Regions from separate parts of the Mus musculus genome. Here region 2 is linked to region 1. The links are chromatin contacts, called in public HiChIP or PLAC-seq maps. All regions are on one chromosome and are shown on one strand. The core of a region is the stretch at or near the end of the contact, and the rest is flanking DNA. Distances in the headings are between cores, read along the strand shown.

Evidence for each region. HiChIP or PLAC-seq counts read pairs in DNA pulled down with a chosen protein or histone mark.
Region 2: an HNF4G HiChIP or PLAC-seq map of pancreatic cancer cells shows a contact between it and region 1. The contact joins the promoter of Otop3 here to the promoter of Ttyh2 in region 1.

The regions. Positions count from the first base shown.
Region 1 is chr11:114,673,066-114,679,157 of GRCm38.p6, reverse strand. Ttyh2 (tweety family member 2) reads right to left here and starts at 3,690. Exons shown (of 14, transcript NM_053273.2): 1 at 3,486-3,690. The coding sequence starts at 3,614.
Region 2 is chr11:115,330,901-115,336,992 of GRCm38.p6, reverse strand. It overlaps Otop3 (otopetrin 3), which reads right to left and starts at 2,262. Exons shown (of 7, transcript NM_001347647.1): 1 at 2,091-2,262. The coding sequence starts at 2,109. Otop2 (otopetrin 2) reads right to left here. Exons shown (of 8, transcript NM_001362400.1): 8 at 4,690-5,178. The coding sequence ends at 5,008. It also overlaps a transcript of Ush1g not described here.

The sequences.
Region 1 (6,092 bases), core at 2,441-4,940:
AGCTCGGTTGGTAAAGTGCCTGTCCCACAAGTAGGAAACCCAGGGTTCCACCCCCCAGTATCTTGTAAACAAGGCATGGACGCACACACCTGTAATCCTAGCACGTTGAAGGTAGAGGTAGGGGTTCAATATCATTATCATCAAGAAGTTCAATATCGCCGGGTGGTGGTGGTGCACGCCTTTAATCCCAGCACTGACAGCCAGGGTTACACACAGAAACCCTGTCTCAAAAAACCAAAAAAAAAAAAAAAAAAAAAAAAATCATCCTGGCTGTGTGGTGAGTTCGAGGGCAGCCTGGGCTACATAAAACCCTGTCTCAAACAAACAACAAAAACAGAAAAAACAAAACCTCAAACTTAAGGGCTGGCAAGATGGCTCTACAATTAAGAGCACTTCCTGCTCTAAGCCCAGGACTAGGGATCACTGTCTAAAACCTACAGGGTGGCTCACAATCTCGTCTGTAACTCCAATTCCAGGGCATCCAACCTCCTCTTCTGGCCTCCACTGGCCTAAGAAAATCTCAGGAAGCAATGTAGGTCCTTCTTACTCAGGGAAGTCCTGGCTCACTGCATGTGCTTACCAGGTAGTCAGCTCTTCTAAGCCCTGCTCTGCTTTCTAGGTCCCAAGCACAGAGCTGTCGTTCTTTGTGGGACCTTGAAAGGCACCCTGGTTCCCAGTTGAGCTAAGGTGCCTTTCACAGTCCCACAATTCCTGGAGCCTGACTGCCTATTTACAAGGCTATAGGTACATATCTACACCTGTGCATGTGGCTGTGTGCATACACACACACACACACACACACACACATACACACACACACACACAGGGGAGTACACTCATCCGTGCAAATGTACACATACATACACACATGCATTCACACATATATGCACGCACACACGCACACACACCCTTGTTTTGTTTTTGTTTTTTTGTTTTTCGAGACAGGGTTTCTCTGTGTAGCCCTGGCTATCCTGGAACTCACTCTGTAGACCAGGCTGGCCTCGAACTCAGAAATCCGCCTGCCTCTGCCTCCTAAGTGCTGGGATTAAAGGTGTGCGCCACCACTGCCCGGCACACACAAACACACAAACACACACACACACACACACACACACACACACACACACACGCCTTAAAGTCCACTTTGTTTGTGACTTTCGAATGCATTTTTCAGTTTCCCCCCTGCTCAGGGTCTTCGGCTCTCTTCCTCTCTATTTTACAGGGCCCTGTCCTTAGTTAGACACCCATCATCTCAGGGTCATTTGTCTAATGATGGCATCAATGGGTCCTGTATTGTCCTTACTGTGAATGCTCAGCAGAATAACTCATGGGATGGATACACAGAGATGAGAGAAAAATTTCCATCTGCCTGTGGCCACACACCCATAGGACTGGAACTCAACTCCACCAGTGGAAGGGCAATGCCCCTGCCTCAGACAATCCTCACCTCAGAAACACCTCAGCCACTGCTACCCTTGTTGTATGCCACCCAGGCCCTAGCACAACACTCAGTCCCAAATTAAGTTTGCAGAGGACCAAGACCACTTCCAACAGAAGGCGACCTTGTGAACTAACCAGCTGCTCAGGTGGAAAGAGACCCCTGGTCAGACAACACGGAGACTTAACGAACTAGGAGTAGCTTTAATTAAGTAACACCCAATGCTAGACAGCCATTAAGACCCACCACATTCATCTCCCAGGGCTTTGCTATTACTAGCTGAACTAGGATGGGGGCAGGGGCGGGGCAGGCGCAGTTGTCCTGGGAAAGAACTGGAGCAAAAGGTTTGGGGGTCAGGACCCTGGGAGCAAGGACCATGAGTGGGACTCACCAGCACCACACACCTGCCTATCCCTAGACTGGGGTGGGTGGGGTCAGGCTCAGGCTGTGGGGGTGAGGGAGAGCCCGAGTCAACCCCTTCCAAGCCAGAGGTCCCTTGACCCAGCTGAGGGGCTAGATTTCTTCCAGGAGAGAGGAGAAAATATGGTTGGGACCCAGGGCTCTCTCCACACCCCCAACACAGCTGTTCGGAAACCATATCCGTCCCCTTTTAAGCATTAGCTGAAGGAAGACTCCCTGGTGCTTTGCCAGTAGCCACCAGGCCTCAGGGAACAAGTCTTCCTTCCAGGGCCAGACAAGACTGGGGGGGCGAGGGGGGTCGGGGGTGGGGGGGGGCGGGGGCGGCTGCAGTGCCTAGGGCTGACAGTGCCTCCAGTAGCACAAAGGGGGTCCCATCCTCCCAGAAGAACAGAAACCAACAGCCCAAGCCCGCAAGTAGTAGAGCCATTGAAAGTTATAATTAGACTCTGGGGTACTGGCTCTTCTTGGGCAGAGCACAGCACACGGTTCGGGAGCCCCTGGCCTCAGAACGAGGACAATCTGGGAGGACAAGAAGCCACTCCTGGGCAGTCTAGAGAAGCCCTGCTCAGCCAGATGCCCCACTATGGAGATTAGGACACCGTGCCAACCACTGCAGGTCAAAGTCCAACATGAGCACAGTGCTCTGAACTAATAATGGGCCTCCTCCCAAGTCGCCTCAGCCCCTGAATCTTTGACCCAGCAGAGGGAACTGACTCAGCCGGGCCGCAGAGGCCGCCGTGGGTTTAACCGCGGCTGAGATCTGCTGAGAGACCGTTGCAGGGTCTGGAAAGGAGGTCAGAAGCCTGGACCTGACCTCCAAACCCGCAAGGGAACGTCCCCCTTCATCAGGGACAGTTAAGAAGTATAAAGATAAGGAGGGTAGCTGGCCCGGGAACCAAGACCTCAGAATTTCAGAGCCTAGAAGTTTATAGGGAAGGAACACCAGAACAGACGGGGTAGATGCTGGACGTGGTGCGAGACGGGGTGGATCTGAAGCCACCTTCCATCCTGGACTCCAACAGCTGTGGGGTTTTGGCATCCAAGAGATTAGTCACCCACGCCGCTTCTTTCAGCCCCGCAGCCTTTGTGAAGAAGCCAAGGCAGAGGTATTGGCAGTGGCTGCTACCCTTCAGGCTGGGGCTGGGGCTGGGGAAAGGAGCGCAAAGGACTCCGGAGACTCAAGTCGGTTTCTGCCTAAACTTTTTCTCAGGCCATCAGGGCCGGGAGAGAAATCGTCTGGTGTCGGGAGTCTCAGAAGGGGAACTTTGCAGCACCTCTAAGCACCCACACACCTCGGCCGCCAGTCACGCCGATTCAGATGCCCCACCCCCACTGTAAGTCTTTGGAAGGCTCAGCCCCCGCCACCCGAGCGCAGCCTCCGCGTCCTTCCTCTTCTTCCCCAGTGTTTCCAGCTTTACCAACTCCGAGATTTCCAGCTAGGTCGAGCGTCCCGGCCAAGGAACCCGGGAGAGCTGAGAGGGCCCAAATGGGGACCAAGGGGGTCTGAGAAGCGCGGAGAGCGCGGGATGCCGAGGCAAGAGAGAAAGGAGTGGGACCTGGGCGAGCGCAGGCCGGCTCTGGCTCTCACTCTAAGGGTCCCTCTCCGTGGCTCGGCTCATGGGCTTACCTCCTGGTAAGTTTCGTCGCCGGGGCTGAAGGTGCTGTCTACTCGCTGCAGGCGCAGGCCGAGGTGCGGAACGCTGTGCAGCCACACGACCCACCAGGGCGCGATGTACTCCACTCGCGCCGCCGGCATGGCTTGCACAAGCTGCAGCGGGTCCACTGCCCCTGCCAACGCCGCTACCACCACTACCCGGCTCGGAAGCGACCCGGCCCCGCCTCGCCTAAACCCCGCCCCATATCCAGCCCTAGGCGAGGACACGCCCCACCATGCACGAGGCTCTGCTCAGGTCCCGCCCCCACCTCGGGCCCTGCCCCACCCCTCCTCTTGAGCCAATTCCTGGACACACACACCCACTCCAGAAATTGGGCTCAAAAACATGCCCTGATCCTTGCTATCAACATCAGAATAGTGGCCCAGGTTTGATGGTGCGTGCCTTAGGATGGTAAGGCAGAAGGATCAAGAATTCAAAGGTCTTCCTCAGGTCTGTTATGAGTTGGAGGCCAGCCTGGGCTATGTGAGACCTGATCTTAAAAAAAAGGCAAGATTTTGAAAAAAAGACTAAAGAGCCAGTGGATAATTAGTAATCATTACCTAGGAGGCTGGGCTAGTCCCTAATTCATTCTACTATTACTATTATTATTATTAATTATTCCCCAGACTGGGCCTCACTATGCTTTCTGTCCTGGAACTCATTATGTAGAGCAGCCTGGCCTTGAAGCTGGGAGCACAAGGGTCTTTTTTTTTTTTTTTTTTTTTTTTTTTTTTTTGGTTTTTCGAGACAGGGTTTCTCTGTAGTCCTGGCTGTCCTGGAACTCACTTTGTAGACCAGGCTGGCCTCGAACTCAGAAATCCGCCTGTCTCTGCCTCCCAAGTGCTGGGATTAAAGGCGTGCGCCACCACCGCCCGGCTTGCACAAGGGTCTTAAGCAGGAGGTAGGTGGTGGGCAGGTACCAGTCAACACGTTAGGTGGCAAACTCGAGAGCCAAGTCAGGGCCAGGCTTGGTTGGGCACAGCGCTGGGGAGCCAGCTGGAGGGAGGATGCTTAGTGCTGCAGGCAGAGGAAGGAAAGGAGACCCCAGAGAGGGCAGGGAGAATTTCTAACTAGGTGCTGTGGTGCCCCTAAAACAGGCACTCTTGCTCTATCAAAGAACCTTGCTAGGAGTGCTTCCCTGCTCCCTGGCCGCTAGGACTTCTCACAGTCAGCTCTGTTCTATAGTTGCTAGAGCCTGGCTGCTACATCTGCCCCGGACAGCCGAGGCACCATCAACCCCCTAACCCACCTTGTTCTCACAGATGTCTCGCTAGTCCAGGATTGTCTAGGAATCCTCCCGAGCCTAGGACACCTAGTGATGAGCAAAGTCTCTTTCCAGTTTCCTGTCTTTCCACGTGTTTAGTAGGGAGGGGAGGCTCTAAACCTCGGTGATTATAAACACGTCCAGTGCTTTTGTCCTGAGCTGGCATGAGGGTGGCTAGCTTGGGGGGTGCCTCCACAGGGAACAGTTAGGCTGATGTCTCCAGAGGATTCCATGGTGGGTAGAAATCTTGTGGGGTGAGGGACTAATGGGCAGGGGAGAAAGGGAATCCAGTCAGGAAACCCCAAGATCTGCAGTGCAAGGGCCGGGCTGGGCTGTGGCTGCTTCCCAGTGGCCAGGGTCGGGGAGCGGCTTCTGAGTTGATGGAAATGTTCTGTGGACTTGAAAAGCCCACATCCCTGTACAGCTAAGACTTATAGGCCTACACCCAGTCTTTTCTAGTAAGACAGGTCTTGCTATAGTCCTGATTTCCTGGAACAATGTAGCCCAGGCTGGCCTGAACCTTGTAAGGGAAGTGAGGGCAGTTGAAGCACAGGGCTGACTTAGGTGCCCTCAGCCTTAGGACCTGATGTAGACCCCTGTAGCCAAGCAGAGAAATGTGAAGCAACTTCCCAGAGGCCCCTCTTGAACCTCAGTCACAGGCAAGAGATACAGCCTTAGCCAGAATCCCGAGGGCAGGGAGGTGCTGCCCGGTGTCCCGCACACCTGCCCTCAGTGACCCCAGGATGCCTCTGCTCACTTCCCTGTTAATTTTGAACCTGGTGCAGAGTCAGAGGGAGTAGTAATAAATACATGGCCACCAAGGGAGAGCTCAGTGCCAGGGCATTCCAGATGTGTGCTGACGCAGAGGTGAGGGAAGCCAACCAGGAGTGTACTACTGAAGAGCAGGCTGGGCCCTCAGCCTTGGTGAGCCCATCACCTGAAGGCACAAAGACATTATTCAGTCTCTGGAGCCAGCCTGGACCGCAGAAGCACACCCTAAGTGACTCAGGATTGGCAGGGTAGGAGGCGCTGCATGAAAAAGTGCCTTCAGCAGACCACAAGGCCAGACAAAGTCAGTCTCCTAGGAGCCAGAGGGAGCCTTTGAGAAATGAACTGGGGACAAAAACAAAACACCCAAAGCTGTAAACTGTCTCCCTTGGGAATCCCAGGCAACCACACTCCCATCCCACCCACTCCCCGGGGTAAACAAAACCCATGCCTCCCCAAAAAGCTCACAGCATATGCAAAAACCTCTTCCAGAAAGATCTTTACTTCTGGTTACAACCTGCTTGTTTAAGCATCTAGCTCAGCCTGC
Region 2 (6,092 bases), core at 1,013-3,512, 660 kb before region 1:
GTGTTTTCGGATGGTCTTAGGCAACCCCTGTGGAAAGACCATTCAACTCCCCCCAAAGGATTCGTGACCCACACGTTGAGAACCACTGCTCAAGACACTCGTAGGAGACCCTCACCACACTGGCCCTAACCACAGCCTCTCCGGCCCATTTCTCAACATGCTCCCTGGGTGATCCTGAGAAATGTACCTTCCAGTCTATGGGACAGTGAAGAACTAAACTTTGGAACTGCTTCAAGATAGTAAAAACAACTTTCTCTCCTTTGCTAAGCCATGTTGTCATCCGTGGACCCAGCCTACCTCCTCCCTGTCCAGCCCCTGGCCACACCCCAGGGTCCTCATATCCATTCAGACCCAGATAGAAGATTCCATGTTTCCCACGTGGTCTCTGGGCTCTTTCTGCTGTTCTTTCTCTCTTGCCTGCCCGCTGCTACCAATGATTCTCACCAAGCCTCTTCATATGGCAGCCTTCCCTCTGTCCAAGCAGACTCGTGGCTACTTTGGTGGGCCACCCCTCTGCTGAGTGTGACTGTGCACCATCGTAGGCTGGTCCTCTCAAGATCTGGATGCCTCTGGGCAGAGATGAGATTCTACTCCACTCCACTCTCCAAGTCTAGCACAGCCCTAAAGCCCACCAAAAGCGTACCCTGGACTCTGGCTGTTCCTGGGGGGATTTCAGCACCAGAGCTGCGGACAGATACCCTGCTCATTAACCCGTTCCATCTTTCTGCAGCTGAGGAGGCGTTCCAGATGGTTATCTTTTGCATCCCTCACCCAGGTTGAGCAAGGTAAAGCTCCCAGGACACCTCCCTGCCCCTTTTCTGCCAGCTCTGGTGGCTCCACCTCCTCCTCCTCACATTCTGTCCTTCCTTCCCCACCCCCTACTGATCAAGAGCCCAGATGGCATTTAGCATCTCTGTGATCTTGGCTAAGCTACTTAGTTTTTGTAGTCTGGATCCTTTGTAGTCCTTTCAGTGAAGTGGATGAGCAACTATGGAACACTAATGCCTGGTTCTCTCTGTTTCACCCCCTCACACTCCATCTAGTTCCCATCCCGACATCCCCTCCCCCGACCTCCCCCTTCACCCCAACTCTGTGAATGTTAGACCAGTGCAGTACCGCTGAGCTGTATCTCCAGCCCGACAAGTTATTGAATGAATAAATAAAAGAATGGATACATGATACCTACCCTCAAGAGTTTTGTCAGACTTTAGCGATTTGATGCATGAACATACACGAAGAGCCATGCCCGATAGAAGTGCATGAACCTTCCTATAGATCAAGATCCTAGAGGGACTAAAGGGTTGGAGTTTTCGCTCAGACTGCAGGCCTTGGGAACTGGAAGTGTGGAGACAGTGGAGAACCGAGTTCCAGGTCCTCTCCCTTCAAAGGGCACTCTGGTGGTTTCCCCTGTTCCTTGGTTCAGTGCTCTACCAGCGGTTATCAAGGGGGCCAATGCTAGGTGTTAGGGTGAGCATCAAGGGGTCCAGAAAAAAAGAGCTAGAACGAACGCACTTGGAACCAACTAGAACTCTGCCACCCTTGGCACGCCTCTTGGCACGATGCCAGTTCAAGAGAAGTCCTAGACACCAAACTGGTTTATGGGCTGCGTTCAGAGGCAGCCAACGAAAGGAGATGAGAAAGGAGATGAACCGTCGGGGCCATGGGACCGGTGCTCCGAGGGAGGCTGCAAAGCACTGGCAGGGAAACTTCGGGATTTTGTTCAGAGCAACAGGTTGGGGGAGGCCTAGGCAGCTTGAGTATTCTTTTAGCCAACTATATATCCAGGTTTCTGACTTCGTTCAGGCCTGGGCACCCTCTTTGAGCTGTGAGGACCCTTGAACCCAGGGGTGAGGTAGGGAGAAGGATGTAGGCGCAGAGCCAGAGTTGGGGTGACACAGAGGGAAGAGCTTAGGGTCGTCCCACTCACTCTGCCCTGTCCAATCCTTGGAGCGCCTGACTCATGAACCCCCACTTTGGAGCAGTGAGTGTGAGGATGGGCTTCCAGGAAAGGTTCAGTCAGCTGTCCTCGGGCGCTCGGGGTGGGGGGGGAGGGGGTGGTGGAGATCCCAGCTCAAGCTAAGGAATCCTACCTGAAGTCTGCGAAGCCATGGTCGCGGGCTCCCCACCTCTTGGGTTGCAGCGCGGATCCTCCGTCTTGGTAAGGTCCCAGGTGCCTTGAGACAGATGCCTCGACGCCCTTTCCTCCCTCCGACCCCCCCGCGAGACTGCGCAGTCGCCGCTCGGGCTCCAAGGCCCATCGATTTTTCTGTTGACATTGGGAATCTCATTAATCCCTCGTTAATTACTCCGTGGGGGCTCGGGCACAAGTCGTGAAGCCAATGACGAGGCAGAGAGGCGGGAGGGCGTGGCAGGAGGCGTGGCGGACGCCGGCTGCAGGGTCTGGGTGGGGGCAGCCCCCCAAGTGGAATGGGGTGCCTAGTCGTCAGGTCCGAACAGAGAGCGAGCTGGCTTCAGTCCATACTTGCCTGTGGCGGCTGAGCTGTGAATGGGAACCTCTCTTCTCCGGGTCCAGGTCACATATTTTCTACACCCTGTCTAGCTGATTGAGCACCAAAGCGGCTTCTCAGAATCATCTCCTGGTCTTACATTGAAACTGAAGTTGGAGTGGGAGACACCCAAGGTGGGAGATGGTGTTTAAGGATTTGGGGGGCAGGGGCAGAACGGGAGGAGGTAGTCCTCAGGACCTTCTCTGGTCGTCTGCTTCTTGGCTCCCCTTTTTCTCTCCCTTATATCCCCATCAGTCTTTACAGCCTTAAAGATCATGGACTTCTTGCCGATGTCTCCTGTTCTCACCCCCAAATGTCATCACTCCCACCTGGCTCTCCCTCCCTTCTGGTTCCGTCCAATCTCCCGGGCCTGTGAGATGTGTAAAGGCACCCAACAAGCCTGATGACCTGGGTTCCATCCCTGGGACCCATAAGGTGAAGGGAGAGAATTGATGCTGCAGGTTGTCCTTTGACTTCCACTGATACACTACGCACACGCACGCACCACATTAAAATATAATTTAAAAATTTTAAATAAACAAAACAAGCTTAGCAATGCACCCTAGCAATCCCGGTACTTGGGTGGGGCATGGCCATCTGGAGTTAAAGGTCATCCTTGGCTACACAGGGAGTCAGAAGCCAGCTGCCCTCCATGAGACCCTGTCTCAAAAACAAAAAAACAAAAAACCACCTCGATGTAACACAAAACCAACTCTGACCCCTCTAGCTTTTGGTGTTACTCCCACCTCCCTCCGTCTCAGTACACAGCTGTGGCCGTGCAGAAGTCTTGTGGCTTTGGAGAGCATCCTCTAGGACCCCAAGCTGAGCCCAGGGAGGTAAGGACTCTCCCAGCTCCTGTTAAGCTGGGGGCACCTGCTTATTCCTACAGTATGTTCCTGTGATACTCATGACCCTCACATTCCTGAGAAGGAAAACTGCTGCTTAGGGTTAATGGGGTTAGGCTCAGTCGGGCAGGAGGATTACCTCCTGTGATTCTATAGCACAGGAGGGTAATAATGGCTGGCAACAATCCATTGTGTATTTCTCAATGGCAAGGAGAGGAGACCTTGAATGTTCCCAACACACAAACACCACAGTCTCTGTCTGAGGTGACCAATATGCCAGTACCCAGATCTAAAAATGCCACAATTGCTATGTATCAATCAAACCAAAACAACAACAAAAGCCTCTGCTGCTCATTTAAAAAAAAAAAGTTTGAGGGATTGGGGCGAGCTCAGTCATCCTCCGATTGCCACACAGGTGTGAAGGCCTGCGGCTGCTCTCAGCCCCACGTGGAAAGCTGGGCGCAGCAGCACACTTCTAACACAAGGGCCAGGAGGAGGAACAGGTGGAACCCTGTCTTAAATGATGGGAACTGGAGAGGTGGCTCAGCAGTGAAGAGCACTGGCTGTTCTTCCAGAGGACCCACATGCTGGTTCAGGACTGTTTGTAGCTCTAGTCCCACAGGATCTGATGGCATACATGCAGGCAAATGCAATGCCGGCTCGCGGGTTAAAGCACCCAGGCAGATCTGCAGAACGCCCACAAATGACGAATGTCCCCTGGCTGTGGCCACTCTTGTTAGTCTAGCCTTAGAGGGCAGAGATAGAATCCCCAGAGTTAGTGGGCTACTAAGATTAGCCACGTGAGTGAGCTCTGAGTTTCAAGGAATAATAGGATGCAGCCACATGCTCTCATAGATGTGCTGTCACTCATGCATGCACGTGAACACACACACACACACACACACACACACCCCAAAAGGGGGGAGAACAACATGGAGAGCTCCTGGGGTTGACCTCTGACCTCTACACCCACTACACATATGTGCAAGTGCACAGGCATACACACACAGCTGACGAATTACTGTTGTTGGTAGAAAGGCGTTGGTTCTTTATATCCACAAGCCTCCGTTTCCGTCTTTGTAAAGCATGGGCATCAGATGAACTCAATCCTCCCTAACTTTCCTGCACCATAAGAAAGATGATCACATTCATCTTTTTGGGAGGCACTTGCTGGTCCCTCCCAGTCACCTTGCTATCCACTGTTTAGAAAGCCTGCTGAGGACACTCAGCTCAGCTCACCCACTGAAAAGGTGGATGTCTGAAAACAACCCCGAACAAGCGCAGACCTCCTGCCATCATTCCAGGTGAGGCTGAGACAAGAAGAGGGGACAAAGGGATTGCTTGCAGGTTTATTGGTCTCATCTCCAGAGAGTACACAGGCCATGTGGCTGGAATTAGAGATAGAGTCAGAGATGGTATTTCCTGATCCTGTCTGGTCCTAGGGGATTCTGCAGGGAACAGTTTCCCTGCCTCCGTCTCCCGAGGCTCCAGGGTCATGCAGGAATAAATGGGTATGTCTTGATTTTGACTTTAAAAACTCATCCTGGAAAAATAAACTTTAGTGAAAATTCTAGTCTGGGGCAGGCAGGGAGCTAGTGCCAGCCTGATTCACTTCCAGGTGCTGGAGTTCCTCTGCTCTGTCTCTCTGTGGAGCTTCAGGACAGTACATAGACCTCCAGTAGACTGGAGACAGCGTGCATTCGGTAGAAGATGCCAAAAGGTAGGCAGATGTTGACGATGGCCGCCCAGAGGGAGTAACCGTAAAAGTCCACCTCCACGGTATTGCTGAAGTGCGGGCGAGCGCCAAAGGCAGGCATGATCCACAGCTGTGGGGGGGGGGGGGGAGGCATACATCAGGAGCCTGCTTGTGACTTGTGTGAGCTTGGCTGAGCAGGAAAGAACGGGATCACATCTAGCCTTCTAGTTTGGCAACCACCCGGGACTGAGTGTCACCCAGAGCTGACCTCCAGCATTGTGGAGCAGAGGAAGTGTGTCTAACTAAACTGGCCCATTCCTCGGCAGGGGATCCACCTGAAGTCACTCTTCCCACCCTCTTATCCTGGCCTCCCTGTCCGATGGGAGCTTTAATAGGTGATGTAAGAAATTGATATATATGCTGAAGGAGCTGGGCATATGTGTGCTTCAGTGCTAGTGGTAGACTAGAGCCAGTCAAGCCTAAGGCTGCCCCGCTCCAACCCTCCTCTGGTACTTACTCCCTGTCCCTTCAATGTATAGGAGAAGTCTAAGGCTAGACTCCTGCTTCACCCCTAGATAGGAACTCAGAGCTTATGGGTGTGGGATATGGGACAAAAGGTCAACTGTTCAAGGCTAGCCTCACCCCTATGCCAATTAACTCCATTCTCAGGGGATATGATATCTTCTCTCAAGTCTGTTTCTGTTCTAGAAAATGAGCAACGGGAACGATGCTGCAGAGAGTGATTTGAACTCAGATACTTGGAGAAAGTGGTCTTTTGGAAGACAACCCCCAAGCAAAAGGCTAGGCTGAAGGTGGGGAAGGGGCAGAGGCAGAGCGACCATATACCACCAAGGGCCCCAGACACTATGAAGTTCTGAGCCTTATTGCTTCTACTTTTAAGGTCAGGGGTTGGTGACTGATTTTATTTTTCTTTAAAGTAAAATTGACTGTTGGAAGTCTGCATAGTGGGTGGGGATTTAGCTATGCCTGTGTTAAGGATGTTTCTACATGAGGGATATTCTACTGTAGGATATAGTAAAAAAA